Regions from separate parts of the Rattus norvegicus genome. Here region 1 is linked to region 2. A link is a contact called in public Hi-C data. All regions are on one chromosome and are shown on one strand. Each heading gives the region's core, a stretch centred on a gene start, on an enhancer-like site or on the middle of the called end of the contact. The rest is flanking DNA. Distances are from core to core; before and after follow the strand shown. Region 1 holds the start of Crim1 (cysteine rich transmembrane BMP regulator 1). Region 2 overlaps Crim1 (cysteine rich transmembrane BMP regulator 1).

Region 1 (5,443 bases), core at 227-2,726, 130 kb after region 2:
GCCACCCAGAAGAGTAAGCCTTTGACCGTTTCCAATAGGCAAATAAATGAGTAATCACCATGTGTAACTTCGCCTGGACTGACATATTCCCGAGCTGAAACTGATTTATTACGCGAAGGAGGAAAAGGAGGTGAAGGAAGAGCGCAAAGAAAAAACAAGAGTCATATAGGGAGTGCAGGCTAGAGCACAGGTCTACTCCGCTATCAGAAGCCGGCAGCGCGGACTGCGTACGCCCTCGGTGCCACACTGCGCTATGCGGGCAGGGCGGCAGGGGCGGACTCCCCGAGGGTCTCGCGCGTGCCAGACTCCGCAGTGTTTCCCCGCACAGGGCACCCCTGATTGGGGCGAGAAAGAGCCACCCAGCGTAAGCCCGAATCACCGCACCTGTGTGTGTGTGTGTGTGTGTGTGTGTGTGTGTGTGTGTGTGTGTGTGTCTATGCGGGTTCAGAGGAGCTCACCCACGCAGCCCAACCTCGCCTGTCCCTGAGCAGGCATCTAGGGCACCCTCCCGGGGACAGCGACGATCCCTCTTCCCCGGGATCCCCCTCTCCTCTGGGAAAAGTCTCAAGCAAACTTTGTTCCGTGCCGGCCAGGTGGGAGGGGGAGCGCATCAGGGCAGCCTTACCTTCGCAGACGCCCACTTCATACTCGGTGATGGAGTCGCCATTGAGCGGGGGGCGGATGACACAGCGCAGCCCCCGGTCGCAGGCTCCATGGAGCCCATAGGCTCCACCGCAGCTCTCGTTCCTCTGGCGGGCGCACATGTAGCAGCAGCCGCAGACGCCCTGCACGATGCTTCCCGGGCAGCTCCGAGGCTCCTCGCACTTGGACTCGTCACAGGGCAGGCAGACCAGCGCCCGGGTGCCTGAGCGCGCCAGCAGCAGCAGCAGCCCCAGCAGCGAGACCGAGAGGTGCCCGCAGCCGGCCAGCCCCCTGCCCCCCGCCACCAAGTACATCCTCCTGTGCCGCCGCCTCCTCCTCGCAGCCGGGCCGGGAGCGGGGCGGGCGCCCTCCCCTGCGCGGGGCACACGCGCCGCCGCCGCACCCGCAGCCCGCGGTCCTCGTGCCCCACTAGGGGCCCCCGGGGCGCTCCTCCCCTCTCGGGGCGAGGCCCCCGCCGCCCCTGCGGGCCGCGCCGACCCGGAGCCCACGAGCGTTGGCGCCAGCGGCAGCAGTGGCGGGTGGCTTCCCCTCCTCCTCCTTTTCCTCCCGGGCGGGAGGGGAAAAAGAGGAAAAAAAGTTTCCTCGCGGCAGCTCCGGTTCAACCCAAACTTCTGGCGGCGGCGGTGGCTGCGCACCGCTCCGAAGCAGGGCTGGTGGCTCCTTCTGGTCCTCCGCGCTGCTCCTGATCGCCGGGGAAAGACGACGGCAGCGCAGCCTCCGGGCCGGTCCCCGCCTCCCGAGCCGCCGAGTGGGCGCGGTGGCTCAGCAGAAGGTCCGTGGCGTCCGTTCCTTGCGCCCGGCTCGGCTCTCTCCCGCGCCGCTCCTCCGGGCGCTTGTTTATGGCTGGAGCCTCCGCTGCTCCGGCTGCGCCCTCCCCCATCCTACCTCATCCCCCCCCCCCCGCCCTCCCCGCGCCGCGCGCTGCTCATTGGCTGCCCCCCCACCCTCGGGCCGGCCAGCCCCCTCCCCTCCCCCTCGCCTCCCTCCGGGGCTGCCCCGGCCCTTCCTCCCTCCACGCCTCCTCCTCCTCCCCCTCTCCTTCCTCCGCAGCCCAGCATACCAAGCCGGCCCTGCTGCCGATCATCCGGGCTCGGGCCCCAGCCCCGCGAGCGCGCTGCGGCCGGGGATCCGAGACAGTCGTAGCGACGCGATCCCCCGCCGACACCGGGCCACCAGGGCTAGCTTTGGAGCACCGGGGGCGGGACGGCTGCACCTCGGGGTGGTAGTTTTGAGTTGAGAGAGTGGCGGGGATCCTAGCGAGAGCTGTTGCTGCAGCCTAGGCTGGGCACTGGCCGGATCGAAGCCCAGGAAAGGGAAGCGAACGCGTGGAATTTCCGCAAACTGGACGAGAATCCATCTTCCACTGGAGCTGGGAATAGACTTTGTAAAAGATATTATGTAATGGAGTCTTGGGAACCTGGAGACTTCTCCAGCGAAACTGCTGGTGGGATTGAGTGCTTTAAATGGTCTAGGTAAACATTCTGAGCCGGGACAATGTTGGGAAGGGCTGCAGCTTGAATTGAATTTTAACGATCCACCTTCTGTATGTCTGTGTGGAGGTGCTGTATCATGGGAGGGGTGACTGGAAAGTAACAGAGCTTAATCCTCTCTGGAGTAAAGGCTCAATAGTGGATTACAAGTCTTGACATGACGCTAGGCTGGAAGCGCCTAGGCACCCTTACATGCCACCTGACAGTTTTATTTATTTTTTTTTTCAGGCTCGCGAGCTAAAGAGGAGGGTGCTTTCCCTCCTCCCATTATTCTTCTCTAAAACATTTATCACGAATGTATTAATAAGGAAGGCGGGTAGTAAAATATTCTTTGTTATAAGCCAAGAAACAACTGAAGAGGAACTGTACACGTGTGGAGGATTTCTCTTTAGTAGATTTCAGAGGAGATTCTCCCAGTGACAGCTCTGATCGCTCATCAGGAGAGAACCAGTGGTCCTTTCCTTGTTTCCTCCGTGCCCCCTTACACAATAACAGCCAAAAAATAAAAAAGTGACTAGGATCATATGTGAATACCAGCCTAGTGTTGGGGCAGGTGTGATGTGGGCTTGGCTGCCTGACATGGTCTTGCTGCAGATAGGTGGCAGCCAGTTAGATCAGGGGCATCATGACTAATGAACAAAAGTGAATGGCACCAGCGTGAGGAGAAAGGACACAAAGGTGCCTTTGGGATCTTGCCCGTGTCAGACAGATGTGTACTTCTGCTGAATATTTTGGTTTATCATCAACAGAAAAAGCCAAAGTCACCAGTGTGCCATTCCCCTACCAATGGCATCAGAAAACTAAAGACATTTATACTGAAGAGAGGAAATGTTTCATTAATTAGACTGGTTGTTGAAGATGGGGGTAGCATAGGGAAACGTCAACACTGCAAAGGGGGAGAACACCCCATTTTCTTGGGGCTTAAAAGCTGTCATTGAGGTGACTATTCTCCAGGCATTTGTGGCACATTTTCCATGGTCCTCTCTAAAAGGTCCTCATACCCTGTAGCCCTGTAAAAGTACAAGGTGAAGTCATTTACAACTTGCTAGGTTTTCCTTTAGCAAAACCAAATATTAGAACACATAATAAACGTTAGTGTCTTGGTGCCCAACGAGGAACCAGAACTTCACCGTGGAATTTGCCAACAAGCTGTCATCACTGGACCTCGTTAAAACATCTCTTCCACCCCTGCAGAGGTTATCTGAACTTCTGTTCAAATGCAGGAATAAAGACTTCATTAAAAACATCAGCAGATAACGTTGTTAGACTTGGGAAAAAGTCAAGGTCAGGAAAGAGAGGGGAGGCAAAAGTGCAGAGAGACTGCGTCTCGGGAGAGTGACCTCACCCTTGTCTAAAGAGCCCATTCTTTCCTTTTACGGCAATACATTAAGAATTGGGAAACGCCACAGATCTTGGAATAGACGAGCAACAATATGGAGGCCTCTACCTATCCTTCTTGAGACTTTATAGGTAGACAAATAAATAGATATAAGGAAGAGAAAGGTTTAACAGGCTTAGAAAATATAGACTGGAATGTAGTCATTTGTCATAGAATCAAGTCGTTGAAGTAAATAGGAATCTTGAATACAGTAATTAGTGCAAGTGAGAATCCATGGCTCTACCTAATTAGCCAAGACCCGTATGTGAGCTAGGAGCTAAGTTAAAACGTTTCTTCCCAGGAATCCAGCAAGAGAGGAGGTGTCCATGAGCTGAGGCAATGTTAATTGGTAAGAGATTCTGTCATCTTTAAGAAAGAGGGTAGGTAGTTCAGCTAAGCATGATGACCACTGAGCACTGAGTTAGAAAGTAGGCTGGGAAAGGTGACACGGGCCCTGAAAGACACTTAAAAATGTAAGAACCAGAGCTTACGTGGAATGTGGTTTACTGGTTCTCTCCCTGAACATATTCCCTTTTCTACAATATTTTGAGTGTGTCTGGTTGTAGTGTTGATCACCTTATAACACAATTATTAAGGAGCTCCAAACTCTGTCAGCCAATTGGAGGGATCCATACTGAGAACAAGCGTGAGTTGAAAGGGAGAGTTACACGCAAAAAGACACTTGGACGTTTTCTCTGACCCAGCTGAGTTTTAGCAGACATCTCTAAACAAAGCACACAGGAAAGGTGAAAGGCGAAAGGCAAGGCGAGGGTCTGGAAAGTAACTCCCAATCCGAGGGAGTGGAGGGAGGGCAGCCTAGAAGCAAAAGTAGGGAGACTTTCTGATGGCCTTTTGGAGGGAAGAGACAGTCCGCCCTCTATTGGCCACTGGGCAGGTTGGATGAGAGCGGGGACGCCTTGGGAAAATCAAAGTGCCCAGTTGGGGCCCAGCAGCAGGTGGGACAGTGAGTGCTCTAGACAGAGAGAGTGTGGGAGACTCAGGAGCCTGATGCAGCCTGTCCCTAGCTTTCTTACTGGAGTCACATTCTTTGGGATGTTCATGCTGTTGATGTGTCTCTGAAGTGAAAAGAAAAAAAAAGTAAGACGTTTGCTTTTGAGTGAGATGCATGCATTATTGAAATACAAGGGACAAAACTTCTTTGTTTTATTTAAGAAAAAATGTTGTATCCATATCGCAGGAAACCATGGTGACAACAACAGGAATTCCTTTTGTCCCAATTCTTCTGTCTTTCTAAGCCCTAGCTAGCCTAACCATATAAGGATACTCGCTAAGTCTACGATCAGATAATTTCAGAGATAGAGATTAAACTCCTAGATTGAGGGCCTAGTCACCTACTTTTCCGCTCTTGATCTAATGCCTGAGCCATGCTGTCACCATCCAGTACGTCAGGTTTAAGGGAGAGGTTCTTGTCTCATCCGCAGTGCCATTGAACAACAGCTGCTTCCAAGGCACTCACTGGGTAGCAAGACCTGTGCACTGAACACGGTCTCTTTTTAAGGTTCCGCCAGATCCTCGCTCTTTCTTTGTTCAAGTTTAAACCAGTGTCTGCGCATTCCAAAGCCGTTCTCTCCTCTGTAGAGTGGAGACGAGAACGCCAACTTTACAGAGTGCTGTATCAGGAAACGCACATTCTCCAAGGTTGCTTTTACTGGGAGAATCTCGTTGAGTGCATTTCCAAGTTTTCAGCCCGAGACGGTGACTCATCATCTAGGGACTGACCTGACAGGGCTGGAGAAGGAAAGACAGACACTCAGACACGTACGAAAGCTGGGACCAGGTAGACTGGGCTCTCTGGTGGAAAAACTGTAGCTTCTTGGAAGCTTGGGCTGCAAGCATGAGGGGTGGGGAGAAGCTAATGTGGGATACTTTCTACACACAGGGAGCCAGCCGG
Region 2 (5,380 bases), core at 2,003-4,502:
ACAGTCTGACTAGCATCTGTGCTGTCTCCAAGAGGACAGAAATCTCTTGGTCGTCAGCTCATCTGGGGTGAGCCGAAACAATGTGATGTGTCTGTCTGGCCTTGCTCTTCCTCTCGTGATGGAGGCCTTCACAGATCTGCAGGGACAAGGTCGAACTCAGCAGTTTCCGCTTAAGCCGTTTCGGTATTTTCGCAAATAGTTCTGTAATTCTCAAGTCAAAAGAAGATGTTGAAAGAAAACACAGGTTTAAGAGCCGTCTTTTGATCTCGGTTTCAGCAGGCCAGTGATCTCAAGCTATGGCGACAGTGAGAGGACTCTCAACTGGTATCTTTATGACTAGGTATCGGGACATCTCACTCAAAGAATTATGCTTTCGCTCCCGGTTCAATGGCTGTGGAGCCCTCACCCCGATTAAAGTCATCTGGCGCAAAGCTCCGTGGAATCTTTTTAAAACCTGGTTCTCAGAAATGACGACGGCTTCATGGGTTTGAGGGGATTTGAGCTCGCTGATCCTGCTGAACAATCAAAACCCAAGGACATCTCAAACTGATAGCTCATTATCTCTGAGCATATTTTAGTCCTGCCAACAAAGAGAGTCTCTCTAAATCGTTTAAGCTGTGAGCTGTTATGCAAAGCAACAGGTATCCAAAGAGGACAAAAGGTCTCCAGCCTTTCCACTACTGCCATGCTGCAAGGCCCACGGCCAGGCACACAGAGGAGTCTGAAACACAAATGCTCACATAAACAGAGCTCCTGGGAGGAGGGTACAGCAGATTCCAATTATATCAGGGATGAATATGGTTTCTAATGAGCCCAGGTACAGGGGGGCTGAAGAGAAGGCTCAGCAGCTAAGAGCATGCGTTGCTTTCGTAGAGGACCAGTGTTCAATTCCCAGCTCCCACTTTCGTCTCACCTCCATCCATAGCCCCAGTTCTAGGGGACCCAATAGGCACGCACAGGGTGCACATGCATGCAGGCAGGCAAAGCATCCATATACACACAGAACAAGCTGTGGCCAGAGAGGAGAACAAGCGTGCAGAACACGCTTTATGAGGTCTGGTGCTGGGTGAGGGGGTGGCTTATGAACTCAAATGATGTAGCAGACCATGTGAAAAGCAGACCCTAAACACTACAAGACTATCAAGAGTCCACAAAGAGAAAGCATTTTCTTATATGTGTTTAATATTGGTACAAACCAAGATCAGGAGCCCTCTTGACAAATCTTATCCCTGATGGGTAGTTAGCATAAATTCTGTCGCCTCAAAGGGTTCAGATACCTAACGTGGACTCTGTTTCAAACCAACCTGTTGAATCCAGGCAATCTCTCAGGTGCAAGAGTAAAATCTACTTAACATGTGAGCAGGCATCTTAGAGATATAAAGACAAAGTCACAATTTGGCTAAAGTGTGGATAATCAACTCGAAACAAACAAACAAACAAACAAACAAACAAACAAACAAACAAACATCAAATACAACAACAGAAAGCCTCACAAAACCTAGACCAATAGTCCAACCCCTGACCTGGAGTGCATGCTGGGAACATCTGAGAGGCTGACATGTTGACTGATGCTACTTTTTACCAACTTGGCAGCCACTGAAGGACATCCAGAGACAGAAAGAAACTTACTTCAGGAGACCCTCCTTTTTCTTCAGCCTGCCCCTATCAAACTTGCATGAGATTTTATTTATTTTTATTCCGATAAAGCACAGACCACATTCTACTAAGCCTTTGAGGCCATCTCCCGGGGACTGTTCCCTGTTTCCCATCACAGCCCTCATGATACGAACTAATTCTGGCCTTGTAAGGCGCGCTGTAGAATGTTCCTGGAAACAGCCTAAAACAGGACCGTCCTAAATGGGGACAGAGGCCTGAATTATTAAAACCAAGTTGTACTGATCACTGTCTACCTCGAAGATTCTTTCTCTAGACAAGTTATCTTGCTCTATTTATCTGTAGCCACGCTGGAGGAAACACCTGCACCTGTTTCAGTCCACGCCTCTAAGCCTCTAAGTAGGTGAATGGGTATGCTTTTAAAGAAAGGAGTCAGGAGCTGTACTTACAGGTAAGTATTATTAATAAAACGAACCCACTTCCAATGGCTAGATGCCTGTGCTGAAATGCAGCTCATGCTAAAAATCCCATCTGGAACCTGTCCTCAGCCACTTTACCGAGCAAATTACTGAGTCACCGGAAAGACAAAGGACCTTTATTTTACCGTCACTTTTCAGTTTTTCTGAACAGTTTTACCGAGCAAGATCACCTGTTCTTTTCCCCCCAGATGCGGACATGGATGGCTTTGGCTATTTCCCGAAAGCCTAGTAAATCTTCAGAGTCAGGGTCCAGAAAGCAGAGGGCAGTTTGCAGGATGTGCAAGGGTTCAAGTCTCAGAAAAGCAGCAGCAAACAGACAAACTCAAACCAACCAACCTTGGCATTGTAACTCCTGGAACACGCGCCCGGGTTGCTTGCATAATTCGTTTAAAAAGGAGGAACACTTGACTAGATAAGTGCTACTCTGCTCAAAGGTAATTTCACTAAATAAGCAGGCCTCGCAGTCTCAACAGCCGTAAGGAAACACAAGCCCAGGGACAGTGCCACTAGGTGCTTTCAATAGAGGTGTGCCAAGGACAGTTCTTTCCTGAGAACCGAGGCGTACAGAAGTGGCAGGTGAAGGTGAGGGCTTTAATCACAAGAAGGTCAGATGATGCTTTTGCTAGCGTGTTACTAGTAACCATGGTTACTAGTTAAAATGTCAAATCCCCTTTTGTTGACAACAGCTCAAAGGGAGCCGGTTCTGTTCCTGACTGAGCCTTTACTGTAAGGGGTAGGGATTCTCTCAGAGAATCCAAGCCTTTTCTGAAGGGCAGGCCTCCTAATAACCTTCATTAACTTCTGTTTGGTTGCCTAAGAGTTGTCTCTTATCCAAAAGCAGTTGAAACACAGGCTCAAAAGAGATCGTGTTTATTTAAGCTTGTTGGAAAAACATTCCTATCATTTCAAGAATGACTAAATATTTTTCATTCACATAGTTCGCATTCCAGACGATGCTTTCCTGCCTCTGTTGATTACATGAAAATTAGCAGGCCGGGTCTGATCAATTATTATCTTACCCAGGAAGACCACGAGGCTCTTAGCAATAATACCGTTTAAGGTATGGGAGGTGGACGGGAGGGACAGACACAGAGGAGTTCATCTCTGCGTGCTGCTTCAGCCAGGAAACATTCAACAGCCACAACTCCTGGGTCTGGGAACTTAGAGGCAGAGCCTCTCTGCATCAGCTCTGAGCAAATCTGAGTAGTTCAGGCACTGAGCAGTTGGGGAGTTTAAGGATCACAGTCATTTGTGTCCGCAAAGCTTTGATCACCCCGGTACTTTTATTCAAATCAAGTGCAAAGTGGAAGGCACAAGGGTGTAGGTGTGGGACAGCAGCCGCCTGGCTGGGAGCAAGAATAAACATCTCTTGCCAGCTAAATGGCTTCTGCACATGTTGGTTCACACCTGCTTAGCTCCTGTTATATGTGGAAGATCTAACAACTAGAGAGCCATTTGCGGGATGTGCGTAATATATCCACGCATAGCTGTGGAAAGAAAAATCATAACATTTGACACACACACTTAGTGTGATGGGGAGGGCCTTTTACATCCATTTCATCTACATTTGAACACCAGTTTAAATATCTCAAGATATTTTACATGATCAGAGATAAAAACCAAAAGTACCAAAGAGCTCGTGACTGAAGTGCTCTGGCCCTTAGGTTTAAGACCTCAGGGTAATATGCGGTCATTTGGCATCCAACGTCTGACCTTATTTGGACAGGCAGAAAAATAGACTGAGTTATATTTTAATTTCCATTTATGGTGTGTATTTCCAGGACATTCAGAGTTAAAAAAGATGAAACAGCGTGCCTAACAGTCTTGAGGATATTACAAATATTATATTATTCTTGGCTTACTAATCGCAGCGTTGATGGCACTGAAGCACTGCCACCCATGGATGGAGTTTTGATTCCCTGCAATGTAGCAGAATGTTAATGACATGTGACTCTGTGGCATCTCTGACTTCACTGCCCTTCTGGGGGGGGGGTCAGTCCAACTATCCGTCACTCCCCACTACTGAAGCAGCAGCTTTAATCAACTGAGATACTGTGTGGCCAGGAACGCTATGGCCAAGGCGGGGCTGGAAACATTTATTTTTTTTCTTGTTTCAAGGAATTCCCACCCAGATATGTGCCTGGTACAGAATTTTTCTGGCAAGCCGGTTGAAATCTCACTGGAAGGGCAGCTTGACTCAAACTCTATCATCAGCACTCACTAGCATGAACGCACCACTCCTGCAGACAGTGAGGGGTGAGGTTGAAGAGGACACAGACAGCTTACAGACCTCCAATGAGTCGGAGGAGCATGGCGTGGGGTTTCTGATGCTGAGGTGAAGTGCCTGGCTAACTCTGTACAGGTAAAGACAAGCCTAATATCTGATCCTCAGTGTCCCAGCGAAACCCTGAGCCCTTGAGAAAGACCTCCAAGAATGCCAGGAGGTAATGAAAATACAGTTGGTTTTCTGGCTTAAACACATTCCATCGTAAATCCAGAGCATTGGGTGGGGGTGGGGTGGTGGGCCTATACAGTGTGTGTTTCCTATTCTATAAGAGTTTATTAAGTCCAGGTGATCAGAATTACAGGGTCTGTGTGACACCCAGCAGTCTGATAACAGTTCTACAAGCAAGACTGTTTGAACTTACTGCACGAAAAGTAATCACAAGACAGAATAATAAGACGGGCCCCTCATGTAGTCAACTTTGGACACCTATGAATAGCTTCGACAACCTGATCTGAGACAAAAACTGAATTTTGCTTTGGTATCGGAGAAAAACAAAGAATGTAGAGGGGAGGAAATTCCCTCACTGGCAGTTGGAATGGCACTGTGAACAACCACCTTCTACAGTGTGACCTCAGTTCTTACTTCTTGGAAAGCAACAGACTCTGGAGTTGGCTCCAAAATCCTCAAGGTCGCTGGAATCATCACTTTGTCCCCACAGGATAGACTTCATGAGCCAGGAGAAAACTCAGGTCATAGCGCTCACCCGGGCGAGCCAACTACCACCCAAAGTGAGACGGCAGACACGGGCTGACGGTAATGCTTCCAGTCACCCTGTAATTCTTATCTCTTGTACTGGGCGTCACCGGGAAGCTATCTTCTTTCTTATTCAGTAAGTGTATCGCAATCTTAGCGTCAAGTTTCCTTCGATGCTTTGGTTTACCTTCAATTAAAAACGTTTTCTGTTTTATTTTTCTTTAAAGAAAATTTCACCCTGTCCTTAGGTTCTGCATGACATTAACAATCGGCTGAGGCGGCTTATGTATGTGACAGGATGAGAAGG

What was found. A called contact is a pair of places that touch in the nucleus more often than the background predicts.
Region 1: a contact with region 2 is called in a Hi-C map of liver, with 4 times the contacts expected there. The contact joins the promoter of Crim1 here to the enhancer-like site in region 2. A contact is called at or near these places in 2 of 12 Hi-C or Micro-C datasets (the A7r5 cell line and liver).

What each region holds. Positions count from the first base shown.
Region 1 is chr6:22,620,940-22,626,382 of GRCr8, forward strand. Crim1 (cysteine rich transmembrane BMP regulator 1) reads right to left here and starts at 1,477. Exons shown (of 17, transcript NM_001169103.1): 1 at 626-1,477. The coding sequence starts at 956.
Region 2 is chr6:22,493,844-22,499,223 of GRCr8, forward strand. The region is part of intron 7 of Crim1 (cysteine rich transmembrane BMP regulator 1); the gene reads right to left. Among named protein-coding and RNA genes, the nearest start is that of Fez2, 90 kb to the left of the region's middle. Within about 2 kb of position 3,253, at least 23 of the 93 cell types and tissues checked have an H3K27ac peak or open chromatin away from gene starts, as enhancers often do. A contact at or near this core is called in the A7r5 cell line and liver, where this site is marked.